Regions from separate parts of the Pan troglodytes genome. Here region 1 is linked to region 2. Evidence: chromatin contacts called from public HiChIP or PLAC-seq data. All regions are on one chromosome and are shown on one strand. Each heading gives the region's core, a stretch centred on a gene start, on an enhancer-like site or on the middle of the called end of the contact. The rest is flanking DNA. Distances are from core to core; before and after follow the strand shown.

Region 1 (7,211 bases), core at 2,296-4,795, 290 kb after region 2:
CATTCACGAGATCCACCCCCTTTATTCAAATCCCTCCCAATAGGCCCCACCTCCCAACACCATCACACGGGGAATCAAATTTCAACATGAGTTTTGATGGAGACAAACTCAAACCATATCCAAACCATAACACTGACCAATAAATAAAAGAAAGAAGACTCAAATTACTGAAACCAGCAATAAAGAGAGGACATTAATATCAATGTTACAGATATAAAAAGGATTATAATACTATGAACAACGTTAGGCCAACAAATTAGACAACTTACATGAAATGGACGTATTCCTAGAAAGATGCAAACTACCACAACCAACTCAAGAAGAAATAGAAAATCATAGTAGACTTATAACAAGAGATTGAATTAGTAATTTAAAAGCTACCTACAAAGGAAAGCCCAGGCCTAGGTGACTTCACTGCTAGACTCTATCAGACAGTTAAAGAAGAGTTAATACAAATTCTTCACAAACACTTCCAAAAAATAGAAAAGGAGGGAACACTTCCCAGCTTATTTTACGAGGCCAGTTATATCCTGATAGCAAAACCAAAGACATTACAAGAAAACTACAGACCAATATCTCTAAGGAATATAGACGTAAAAATATGCAACAAAATACTAGCAAACTGAATGTGGCAACATATAAAAAGAATTATACACCATGGCTAAGTGGGATTTATACCAAGAATGCAAGGTTGATTTCATGTCCCAAAATCAATCAATGTAATACACTGTATCTTTGGGAGGCTGAGGCAGGCAGATTATGAGGTCAAGAGAAAGAGACCATCCTGGCCAACATGGTGAAACCCCGTCTCTACTAAAAATATAAAAATTACCTGGGCGTGGTGGCACCTGCCTGTAATCCCAGCTACTCGGGAGGCTGAGGCAAGAGAATTGCTTGAATCCAGGAGGCGGAGGTTGCAGTGCGCTGAGATCACACCACTGCACTCTAGCCTAATGACAGAGCAAGACTCCGTCTCAAAAAAAAAAAAAAAACGAAAAAAACCACACCATATCAATAGAGTAAAGAACAAAAACCACATGGTCATTTCAATAAATGCAGAAAAAGGATTTGTCAAAATTCAACACTTCTTCAAGATAAAAACAGACGACCTTCTAGGAATAGAAGGAAACTTCCTCACCTGTATAAAAGGCAACTATTTAGAATTCACATTAACATCATACTTAGTGGTAAAAGACAATGCTTTTCTCCTAAGAACAGGAACAAGATAAGTATGTTTGGCCACTCTTGCCATTTCTATTCAACATTGTAATGGAGGTCTAGTGTCTTAGCTTGGGCTGCCATAATAAAATATCATAGACTGGGTGGCTTAAACAATATAAATTTATTTTCTCACAAATTTAGGAAGTTCTCATTGTACTCAAGGCAAGAAAACTCTGGACTAGGGTGTTGGCTGTTGAGATGGAAATTGGTGGTCAGATTCAGGATACGTTTTGAAGGTAACGTTTACAAGATTTGCTCATAGGTTACAAGAGGAGAAGGTGAAGAGAGAGAACAATAAAGAATTAACACGTACATGTTTGGCTAGAGAAACCTGGCGAACCTCGGGGCTCTTTAGTGGATGGAAGACCAGCAGAGGAAGAATCAAGAATTATCTTTTTTGGCTGTTTGATGTTTGAGCTTCTGAACCCCCAAAATCTGAGACAGGTCTCAGTCAATTTAGGAAGTTTATTTTGCCAAAATTAAGAATGCGTGCCCATGACATAGCCTGAGGAGGTGCTGAGGACATGTGCCTAAGGTGGGTGGAGCACAGCTTGATTTTATATTATATATTTTAGGGAGACATGAGACATCAATCAACATATGTAAGATGAACATTGTATTGGCCTGGAAAGGTGGGACAACTCAAAGCAAAGGCGGGACAAACTCGAAGCCAGGAAGGGGCTTCCAGGTCATAGGTGGGTAAGAGACAAATGGTGGCATTCTTCTAAGTTTCTGATTAGCCTTCCAAAGGAGGCAATCAGATATGCATTTATCTCAGTGAGAAGACGGATGAGAGGCAGGTTTGCCCTAAGCAGTTCCCAGCTTGACTTTTCCCTTTAGCTTAATGATTTTGGGGCCCCAAGATTTCTTTTCCTTTCACCAGCTATTACATACCCAAGAGATGTTTAGCAAGGAGTTGAATACATATGCCTGTAGTTCCCAGAAGGATCAGAGTCTGAATGATATACAGTTGAATACATATGCCTGTAGTTCCCAGAAAGATCAGAGTCTGAATGATATACAGTTGAATACATATGCCTGTAGTTCCCAGAAAGATAAGAGCCTGATGATATGAAGAGAAAGGTGGCGGGAGATGGGGGGCGGGGGGCAGTAAAGCATCCTGGGGATGCCGATGTCCGGAAGTAAAGGAGGACCAGCCAAGAAGTTTGAGAAGAATCAGCTAGTGTAGGACAGAAAAAAAAGCGAGCTGCCCAGACAGCAAGATAGTAAAGTGTTTCAAGGGTGTGGTAGAATGGGGCTAGGAGTCATGCTAGATGCATTGAGAAGAAACAATTGGGATTTATCTTGCTGGTCGCTGGTGTCCTTGAGAGGGCTATTCAGTGGAGGGGTGGGGAATGGGACCAACTGGGGTTAGTTAAGTTGAAAAGGTGAGGTAAGATAGTGGCAACTATTTCCTTGAGACTTAGTCTCTCTCTATAGCCCAGATTGGAGTGCAGTGGAATGATCTCGGTTCACTGCAACCTCCGCCTCCCGGGTTCAAGCGATTCTCCTGCCTCAGCCTCCTGAGTAGCTGGGACTACAGGCGCCTGCCACCACGCCTGGCTAATTTTTGTATTTTTAGTAGAGACGGGGTTTCACTATGTTGGTCAGGCTGGTCACAAACTCCTGACCTCAAGTGATCCGCCTGCCTTGGCCTCCCTGTTTTGCTAGGATTACGGGTGTGAGCCACCACATCTGCAACTATTTTCATTTGACTGATGGGGCAGTGCACATTTTGGTTTGCATTTGTATTTACGAATGTTTGAGAGAAAAAACTCAAATATGTTACAAGCCTATGTGTCTGGTTCCATTTTGAAGTACTGACCTAGGATCTCTGTACCTACTGAATTTTTTTTGAGAGATAACATACACCTGAAAGTGCATAAAGTGCACTGTCTTAAAATGTACAGCTTGATCCTCTTTTTAAAAAAATCATATACGTACGCCCATGTAACTACTGTTCATATCTAGATGTTGAACACCTCCAACACATCCAACATAACCATAATGTTCCTCTGCACCTTCCCTGTCTATAATCTCTCAGAAGTAAACCAATATTCCGACTCCTATAAAATCCATTAGATTTACTACATGTTTCAAAGAAAACAAATGAGAACTCTGAAGGACATTTAATTGGAAAACTGCTTTAGCACATTATAAACTTACCAATTTGCTTGTAAACGCTAACCATTTGGCGCCAAAATCCTGGGAGCGTCTTTTAAGCCGTTCTTCCTCAAAGCACCGCCCCACTTTTTACACCACGCCTCCTTTTGCTCTGTTCCTTCCCCCACAATATTGGGGCACCCTAGGCGGTAGAAGAAGCCGCTTTTCTGTCATGCGCATTGCGGAGAGGCGTTCTTCCCTCTTTCCCGACTTCACCACCCACTGGGATCAGACCCCTGTCATGCGCATTGAGAGTCCTCTAGACAGGCGCTCCTCGCAGCACCGTAGTGCGCTTGCGCTGAGCAACCCGCGAGGGCGGAAGTGGGAGCTGCGACCGGAGGGAGGGGCCGCCGCGCTCGCTGTGAGGTGGGCAAGCGGCGGAAATGGCGCCCTCCGGGAGTCTTGCAGTTCCCCTGGCAGTCCTGGTGCTGTTGCTTTGGGGTGCTCCCTGGACGCACGGGCGGCGGAGCAACGTTCGCGTCATCACGGACGAGAACTGGAGAGAACTGCTGGAAGGAGACTGGATGATAGAATTGTGAGTGCGGGGCGGCCGGGGTCCTACGTCCGTGCCTGGACACACTACTTCACCCCGCACGTTCCTCGTGCAGGTCGCAGGCTCCCCAGGACTGCGCCTCCGAGTTGCGGAGCGAGCGTCCCCGACTTCTGCAGCTCCCCAAACTCCTGGGATCTGCCGCCAGCTTGGTCCCACCCCCTCGTCTCTTACCCGTGAATGTTAAGTTTCTTCTGGGGTGCACCCTCGTTTCGTTTCTCGGGTTGTGGTGCGCCCAAAGGGTTAGCGCCAATGCGAATTCTGACATTTTTCATGACTTTGAGGATGCGACTGGGGCGTGGGGAGGGAGGTGTCTGACTAGTGTCTAAGTAGTTAAAGTGATTCTTCATAGACTTCTATACTTATTTTCACCACATTTTACATAAGAGAATATTGAGCAAAATCTCTCCTCTCGTTTTGTCTGTCCTTAAAAGATAGTCTCTTTATGGTGTTGGAATTTGGGGCTTTTAAGCTTTTTTTAATGGATTAGGTACGTTTCTTTTTTATTGTAAATACTGAGTCAATTCCAGTTGGGTTATTTTTAAGTTTTCGTTTTCTCTTTTTGCCTCCTCTTTTGCTTTCTCTTTTTTTCACTCCTCATCTCATTTTTCCTTTGGGTGTCTTTGTAGTGTAGAGAATACCTTGGGTTCTGACTCCTAGGTCTTTGTAAATGGTATTACATTAAAAGATAATGTATTAATGTATACACTCTCAAGAGCGCCAGGTCATCATTTATTGCTCGAACGAGATCATGTATTTTGTGTGGTGATTTCAATTTAATAATATCTGTTCTGCCGCGGTGGGAAATAAAGTATCTGCCTTTGCTTTAGATGCTAAGTCGTTGTTGATGGTGGTATTATACATATTAGCAGTATTTACTGATAATAGTAAAAGCATGATTATTGAGTATTAACTGTACTGGACACCACTAAGCACCTTTACACGCATACCATATTTAATTCCCTACAAATTCTCTATGACAGGTGTTTTTCACGTTTTACAAATGAGTAACAAGATACCTAAATACTTCAGTTGACCTATGCAGATATTGCTGTGCTGGCTTTCTTTGGGTCTTCAGAGTAGGCATACAATAATTGTTGTTAGAACACCTTCTTCTTTAAAAAGGTTCAGCTGGAAGTGGCGTACGCTACCCAGGAGATTGAGGTATGAGGATGACTTGAGCCCAGGGGTTCAAGAGATCCTGGGCAACATAGCAAAATAAATACGTAAATAAATAAAAATGAAAAGACAACAGGGTTCAGGTGAGTGTTTTCTTGTGTCACGAATACAACAAGGGTTGTCAAGTTAAGGAGGCCAGTGAAAGTGACATCCCCAAGGGAGAACCCAGAAGGCTAAATCAGTAAGTCCTGTGTTATTTTTTAAAAAAACAAAACTGGCCGGCGCGGTGGCTCACGTCTGTAATCCCAGCACTTTGGGAGGCCGAGGCGGGTGGATCACGAGGTGAGGAGATCGAGACCATCCTGGCTAACACGGTGAAACGCCGTTTGTACTAAAAATACAAAAAATTACCTGGGCGTGGTGGCACGCGCCTGTAGTCCCAGCTACTCGGGAGGCTGAGGCAGAAGAATCGCTTGAATCTGGGAGGCAGAGGTTGCAGTGAGCCGAGGTCGCACCACTGCATTCCAGCCTGGGCGACAGAGTGAGACTCAGTCTCAAAAAAAAAGTAGAACATTTATATGGAGGGTAAGATAAAGGGAAATTTTCATAGTATGCATATAATCTGCAATTCTGAAATGAATTTTCATTCAGGCACCATTGAAAGCTTCAGGGGAGAGGAACTGTGACACTTTTTTCAGTCATCATCATGAGTAACTTGTTTTAGATCGTGCCTGTAAAATAGTGTTATAAGCAATATATTAAGCAATAGTGATCGTGTGTGTATATGCAAAATACAGTCAAGTATTACTCAAGGATATTTTTTAACTCATTATGGTCCAACTATATAAATACAGCAATCAGAAGTAGTATTAAGGAGAACAAGACTAACAAAACATTGAGTATGAGGTAAATCCACATTGGAGCATCTATCTGAAATTATGCTATAGAGTAGTAGTTTTTCTTTTTCCTTAAGTAGAGATTCTAAAGTAAGTTTTTAGAAAACAACTGACAGCCTGGGCAACATGGCAAAAACCAGTCTCTACAAAAAAATACGAAAAATTAGCTGGGCGTGTGGGCAGGCATCTGTAGTCCCAGCTACTTGGGCTGAGGTGGGAGGATGTCTTGAGCCCGGGAGGTTGAGGCTGCAGTGAGCCCAGATGGCGCCACTGCCCTCCAGCCTGGGTAACAAAGCGAGACCCTGTTTCAAAAAATAAAAAAGCAACTGAGCAACAAAACGAACCTGAAAAAGAAGGACTCTAGTAGTTTTAGTAATAGTCTGCTCCTAATTACAAGTGAATTATCTACAGTAAATCCATTTCTGCTCAGAAGTTTTGTCATGGAGATATTTTCATTGTAATACGATTTATTGTTAGGAGCTTGGCTTTTATACTACCAGTTTGTCTTGTTCTACAATGTCTATTTTAGGAGTTTGGTTTTCATAAAACAAGTGAAGAAAATGTGAAGTACAGAAAGTATAGTTTTGTGTTTAACTGCTTTAGGCTTTATTCTTCCTGGTTCTGTTAAAAAAAAAAAAAAAAGAACAACCCTGTGGTGTATTATAAGATAAAATACAATAAAGTGGAAAAATAAGATCCTCGGGAGATAATACCAGAGGAGTAATTTAAATGCTAATATGCTTGCATTTGTAAATCCAAGGTCTTGGAAACAGGATGACCTAACTGGCCAAGAGTTTTGTTTGGCCTGCTTAGTATTTGTGTGTGGGTTATTTTTTGAGGTAACATTCTCATATAAAAATGCAGCTCTCCATCTTCTTTTAAATATGAATAGCCAGCCTTAGTGTGCCAGCATCCTTTGTGGCAATCCTACTTAATAATGGTTGCCACTTTAAGATGGAATATGTGCTTTCTTATTCACCACAGCCCAGGACACTTCTATTTTTCCAACACCTTGCATTTGTGACTCTGCATTGTAAATTATTAAAATTGGTAAGCTCTAACTTTGGTCTTGAGCTTTCTGGTGGCCACACCGTTAATAGAGAAATGCAAAAGTTTTCTAAAGAGCTGTTTTGCATGTGAAAAAATCCTGTGTCTTATTCTCAGAATTTTATTTGATTAGCATCATCAGTTCATCATTCTTGATTTCCGGATTGTTAGATCTACCCTTAGAAGTTTTTCATCTGCATAAAATTAACCACCTT
Region 2 (6,711 bases), core at 2,437-4,936:
AAACCTGAGACTTGCAGGACAGGCAAGAGTTGAGCACAGAAATGTGGTAGGAAGGACACTGCAAGTGAATCAGGGGCCCAGAGTGGAGATTGGTTTGTTGGGAGAGCAAGGTGGGTACAGAGGGTAATGGAAGATAACAAGGGAAGAACAGGCCCACCTGGACTGAGAAGTGCTTTCGAATACTTGCTTAAGTTCTATGGCAGGCAAGAGGAGCCAATGATAACTGAGCAGGGGCAAGATGTGTTGTTTTAGGAAGCTTGAGCAGACCACAGTGCACAGAATGAGATGGGATCATATACTCAAATGCCTTCAGGAGCTAGGCAGAGAAAATAAATGTGTAATTGAGGTCACATAAAACAAAGAAGAGTACTGGGCTAAGAAATGGAGTGTGCAAGTCCTGACCACAGGCGCTAAAAATTAAACTCCTGAAAAATGTCTTGGCCAACAAAGTATGTCTGCTATCCTTATTCAGCCTCAGGCTGCCAGTTTTACCACTTGTGGAAAGCAAAATAACCACGTGAAGTCAGCTGCAACAAATGGGTAGCTAGAGCCTCACCAAGGCAGGAAGAGATAATGGAGGAGAGCACATCATTCAAGGGAACCTATAGAAATCAACAGAAATTGGCAAACAGTTAAACGGCAAAAAGTGAGAATAAAGTTTGCGTCTGGATTGTCAAGATGACAATGGCATGAAAACAAAAAACACAGAGGCCAGTCGTGGTGGCTCATGCCTGTAATCCCAGCACTTTGGGGAGGCCGAGGTGGGTGGATCACCAGGTCAGGAGTTCGAGACCAGCCTGTCCAAATGGTGGAATCCTGTCGCTACTAAAAATACAAAAAGTAGCTGGGCATGGTGGCATGCACCTGTAATCCCAGCTACTCAGGAGGCTGAGGCAGGAGAATCACTTGAACCCGAGAGGCGGAGGTTGCAGTGAGCCAAGATTGCATCATTGCACTCCAACATGGGTGACAGAGTGAGACTCTGTCACAAAACAAAACAAAACACGGAAGATGGGGCAGGATTGGGAAAAATAATGGTTTGAGTTTTTAACGTGCTGAGTTTGAGGAAATAGGAAGATATCTAGATATGTTCGCTAAACACTCAGAAATGTACGCATAGAGTTAGAAAAGGAATTCAGACTAGGGATCCATATTTGGGATTCATCTGCACAATTATTGGAGAGCAAGGGAGGTGGGAGAGGAGCTTGGACACACCTACTGGCTCTACTTTGTGAGGGCAGGAACCATCCTGTTTAGACAGACGACTGTGATGGAGTAGATATTTGATGAGCACGTGTGGAATGAAACATGTTCATTGTCGAATCCCCAGTGTATCGCTATCAGAATTTACACACGTCGGAATTCCTGGCTTATACCTGCACTCACGTAGAAAAGGACAGCCCAGTGAAGAAACTGGCCGGAGAACCAGGAAAACCATAAAGCACAGCATAAGCCACTGAAGGAAAAACATACAAGATTCTCTGGTGCTCTATGATGCTAAATGTTACAGAGGCATGAGTGTGTGTTTCTAATATATGCTCAGTGTCCCACCCTTCCGCTTAAAATTGTTAAAAATAATTTTTAATGAGAGGCGCAGTATGGCGTACTTAGTAGCATTCCCTTTGTGTAAATAAATTTTTAAAAGATAGTGGCCGAGTGTGGTGGCTCACACCTGTAATCCCAGCACTTTGGGAGGCCAAGGAGGGAGGATCATTTGAGGCCAGGAGTTTGAGAGCAGCCTGGCCAACATGGTGAAACCTTGTATCTACTAAAAATACAAACTTAGCCAGGTGTAGTGGTAGGAGCCTGTAGTCCCAGCTACTCGAGAGTCTGAGGCAGGAGAATCGCTTCAATCCTGGAGGCGAAGGATGCAGTGAGCCAAGATGGCGCCACTGCACTTCAGCCTGGGCGAGAGTGAGACTCTGTCTCAAACAAAACAAAACAAAACAAAACAAAACAACAAAACAGTAAATATATGTATACATAAAGTGTTTTCTAAGGTGCATTTAAATTTTTAAGGATACATTTTAGCAGTTGCTACCTTGGTGGAGGCCTAGGTCTTTGGGGTGAAGAAGAGTTACTTTCCATTTGAAAGCTGTTACAGTTGCAATTTCTTACTATGAGAATTTACATTTATTTCCTTTCTTAAAAATTCCTACGGGGTTTCTTGGGCACTGGGATTATAGACCTTTTTTTCTTCTTCACACCTTTACATAATTAAAAAGTTCTAATAAATGTTTATATATATTTCCCACTGCCCCTGGGATGTATCCCAATCTTTTATTCTTTCCAATATGTCTCCACCTGGCTTCTCCAGCTTCCTCTCCCAATAGAGACTCACACCCACCCTCACTCCAGCCTGCACACAATCCCTCTCCGTGCCATGCCCTCCCCAGTCCTTCCCCAATGCCTCTCGCCCTCTTCGCAAACTGTCAGGCAGAGATATTGTCCCTCTGTAGGTCCAAAATCACCCTAACGAGGTCTCTGCTCCCGCCCCCACGCCGTGGATGGAGGCGGTCCCTGACCAGCCTTCCTCAGCAGCTCTGGGGGCAGGCCTCGGGGGTGGAAGGGCTAAGGGTGGGGGGAGTGTGTGTCTTCGGGGAGTATGAGTCCAGGGCATTGCCTGGCCCTGGGCCGCCTTTGCGCAAGACTCACGGAATTCCAGGAGCTACACCCACTCAGGAGAATGGGTGGGCGGAGCTCTACGCTTGGAGCGGGACCCTGCCCCTCCTCTGCACCACACTTAGCCACTCCCAGAGGCCTGAGACTTAACGACCTTTTCCCAGCTCGGCGTTTGTCTCCCCTCCCAAAATACCAAGCTCCAGCAAGGCAAGATTTTTGTCCCTTTTGTTTAGGGCTGAGTGCCCAGGGCAGAGAACAGTGTCCAGCATACAGGACAAGAGGCCCCCGTCACCTCTTGATTAAATGCTGAGAGTCAAAGTTCCAAAAAAGTTTGTGAAGTGAACAGGCGAGAGGGGCCTGGGCTTCTGCCCACCAGGCAGTTTCCAGGGGCTGACGGCACAGTGGTTTGGGCGGGACACTGGCGGGTGGCACCTCGGAGACACGAGTTCGGCGTCGGTGGGGAGGCCGAATCTGTCCCCCAGGCTGCCCGCCCACAGCCTAGACACGTCTCCTCTGGACTTCGGGGCAAGGACCGGGTGCAAGGGACCACTCTGAGGGGTTCTCCACCCCGTCCCGCCCGGCCGCGGCCGGAGACTCTGACTCCGGGCTGGACCCCGGCCCGCCCTTCCGCCCCCGGTTACCTTGGGGCACTTGTCGTAGTAGTGCTGCTGCGTGCGGATCCAGCGCCCCACCAGGTGGTCGCGCACCGTGTGCGCCAGCGCGAAGTAGTAGTCGCGGGTGGTGGCCACATTGCGGTCCTTGACCAGCGTGAAGTGGAGGTGCCGGTTGAAGCTCTTCTTCAGCTCTGCCACGTTCTCCACGCCCACGATGCCGCGGATGCTGATCTGCCGCCGCTTCTCCTGGTCCGTCAGGGGCTTCGCCATGGCTGGGGCGGCGGGCTGCGCGGCGGGCTGCGCAGAGAGCTGGATGTGCGGCCGGAGGCGCTGGGCTGCCGGGCAGGGGTGGAGTCCGCCCCGCCGCGCCAGCAGCTTTCAACCAGCACGAAAGTTTGGGGCCCGCCCCCTCGGGCGGTGCCGTCCCGGCTGCACTCCCACCGCCTCCCGGCCCCTGCCCCAGGCCGGAGGGCAGAGGAAGTGCCCGGCCCCTCCCGGGGCTCTGGGGCCGCAGTGGGCTCGGGGGTGGGAGCCGAGGTCCAAGCGCCGGCGAGACCCCTGCCAGCCCGGGACCTGGGCTCGGAGGCTCCCTTCCGGATTTCCAAAATCTGCGGAGGCAGCATTTGTCCCGCCTCTCCCCTCTAGAGTGTGGAGACGGGAGGACGTCTGTGTAGGGAAGCACGTCGTTGGCAGACTGCTGTTTTGCCGATGTTTATTTGTTATGCCATTATGACTGTTAGGATTTCTCACCCGGAGTGGCTTCCGCCATAAGCGCCGGGATCTGGAAGGACGGCACGTTTGACTTCTGTTGTCCCAACCTCACTTGCCAGCCCTTGGCACCGCCCCAGCTTGGATCCTCAGGGCGCCTCTGTTATTTTCATTCATTTTTTTGAGGACTCCAGGGTTCAGGTTTCTTAACTCCTAGACCAAAGTTCGCCCCGCTCGTAGCACCCTGTCGCTCATCCTTAGAGGTAGGTTACTAAGAATCAGAGTAGGTGAGGTGAAGCTCTAAGCTCATTATGCGGCAGGGGCTTTTACCTTAGGCTTCTTCTTCGAATTACGTTTTAACTGCAGTGGAGGGTGTGGGGGGAGGAGGGGGAGAAAACAGAAGGGTATGTGTGTGGAAAATGAAGGGATTACTCACTGGACTAGTTGCCTTCTTTACAAAAAACAACCCAGTCTGTGTTACTGTGCGGTACAGACTGATCTTTGCACCTCCACTTTGGGTGGTATTTGAATATGCGTGTTTATGTGTGCTTAAACCTTGGTAAAGGCAAACACTTGGCATTTTAGGATGTCAGAGGTTTTTTCTTCCTCATTAAGTAGTATTAATACATTATTTTAGAAACAGTCCATTGCCAGACGTAAGTTTTCTTTTTCCTTTTTCTTTTCTTTCTTTTTTTTCTTTCTTTCTTTCTTTTTTTTTTTTTTTTTTTGAGACAGAGCCTCACTCTGTTGCCCAGGCTGGAGTGCAGTGGCGCGATCTCGGCCCACTGCAAGCTCCGCCTCCCAGGTTCACGCCATTCTCCTGCCTCAGCCTCCCGAGTAGCTGGGACTACAGGCGCCCGCCACCACGCCGGGCTAATTTTTTGTATTTTTAGTAGAGACGGGGTTTCACCGTGTTAGCCAGGATGGTCTCGATCTCCTGACCTTGTGATCCGCCCTCCTCGGTCTCCCAAAGTGCTGGGATTACAGGCGTGAGCCACCGTGCCCGGCCAAGTTTTCTAGAAAAATCTTAGTATACTTATATTAATATATTTTGCTTTTTATAATAAACCCAAGTTGATTATTTTGAATTCACACATGGTGGTGGTGGTGGTGGTGGTGGTGGGGGGGGTAATGGATTAATTGATTCAGACCAAATGTGACCCTCACCATAAAAGTGAAAGTTCAAAGCTCATAGGTCTGACAAAATTTCCTGAATCCTTGTCCTCCCAGATTCTGAAGTTTGGACTTGAGCTTTTGGGGCAGAGACTGAATTGGGCCTTATGCAACTCTTGCAATACCGATGACCTGCAAAGGACAGTATTTATGGAAGAGATGAGCATTAGAGTTTGGATCTGGATGGGGCCAGAAATACCCTGAATTAAGAGTGGGAAGGGGGGGCCCATCAAAATCATTGATCTTAAAAATAAGTAAGGCCTGTGGGGTAAAATTTGAAATAAAGCAGAAAGATAAGGTTCTTTGATTATTATATAACTTAAAAAAGTGTTTATCAGCTTTGAATACCCCCAAGATGGTCACAGCATTAAGCCAGTTATGGGTCATTCGTACATAAGTGTGAAATTAGTCACTCAGCTTTAACAGCTGGATGAAAAATAGGGTAGAGCCTAGGATGAGGGAATACCAGGTCTGAGTAGGTCTTCCTCCCAAAAAGGTCTCTGAGCAGGAGAAGGCATCATAATGTCTGGGCACTGGGGAGTGAATAATTAGGGGGCACACAAGAAGGGATGAAATACACCAAAAGCAAGCTTACTCGGTTTCTTAGTTTTGCTTAAGACAGTTTCAAATAGATGGCTCCCAGCTCCGCTGTCTACTTTCCTGTACTAAATTCTTGTTGGAAACTCAGGGTAATGATGAACTAATGAACACACTATTCTTGATTCACTATCCAGTCGGTGAGCCTGCACCCCCGACTTGAACAATTCTCTATGCAGAAAAATCATGAACTATAGAATGCTCAATATATACAGTATGGGGAAAAACCATCCATCTCCATGTTAAAAAGAACATGATGGAACCAGGTGATTTAGGGTGCTCCATAGACCCAGTCTTAAACGACAATGAATTACATTGCAAGACAGTTATTCCCCTTTCACTTTTCCTTAAGTCTTTCTGGAAAGTCCTTTGTGTTAACATGTTAGCATTTTTTAATCTATATTTTTAACAGAATGCAGGTACAGACTCTAAAAGTTCTTGAAGTTTTAGCATCTAACTAGAATGTAATACAATTATCTTCCATTTATGGTAAATGATACTTTTTCAGTTGACATTCTGATATAAACTTTGTTTCATCTGCTTGTTCTGTGCTAGTCTAGGACACTGAGGCCTTGAGAGGTTAAGTTACTTGACTAAGAAAATTAATATCTTTAAAAACCTTTCCTTTAGCCTCTCTTGACCAGAAAGAACCAGAAACTATGGATCCCTGAAAAACTATCAGATTTCAGTGGCTCACGTGTTTATAGCAGCCTTACTCACAATGGCCTATATTATTCCTGCTTCTCATCCACTGCTTCCCCATGGCTGCTGTAACGAAATGGCGTTTGTAAATAGCTGAACAAACAGTCCAGAACTCATAGGACAAGTGTAAAAAAACATGAGAAAGTAGTGTGTTAGCTCGGGTCTTCAGAGAAGCAGAAGCTAAAGCAGGATTAAACATGTTAAGATTTTTTACTGGGGTAAATGCTGTGGGAGGGAAAAATAGGGAGTGCTAGCCAGAGAGAGCATCAGACTGTGATGCCAGTGTGACCTAGAG

Evidence for each region. HiChIP or PLAC-seq counts read pairs in DNA pulled down with a chosen protein or histone mark.
Region 1: a contact with region 2 is called in an H3K4me3 HiChIP or PLAC-seq map of stem cell-derived excitatory neurons, with 5 times the contacts expected there. The contact joins the promoter of TMX1 here to the promoter of PYGL in region 2. A contact is called at or near these places in 1 of 7 Hi-C or Micro-C datasets (stem cell-derived neural progenitor cells) and 1 of 1 datasets of contacts at active chromatin or transcription factors (stem cell-derived excitatory neurons).

What each region holds. Positions count from the first base shown.
Region 1 is chr15:49,252,393-49,259,603 of NHGRI_mPanTro3-v2.0_pri, forward strand. It overlaps TMX1 (thioredoxin related transmembrane protein 1), which reads left to right and starts at 3,546. Exons shown (of 8, transcript XM_522851.8): 1 at 3,546-3,919. The coding sequence starts at 3,768. It overlaps TRIM9 (tripartite motif containing 9), which reads right to left and starts at 3,629. Exons shown (of 11, transcript XM_054666555.2): 1 at 3,388-3,629.
Region 2 is chr15:48,958,457-48,965,167 of NHGRI_mPanTro3-v2.0_pri, forward strand. PYGL (glycogen phosphorylase L) reads right to left here and starts at 3,687. Exons shown (of 20, transcript XM_001145433.8): 1 at 3,264-3,687. The coding sequence starts at 3,506.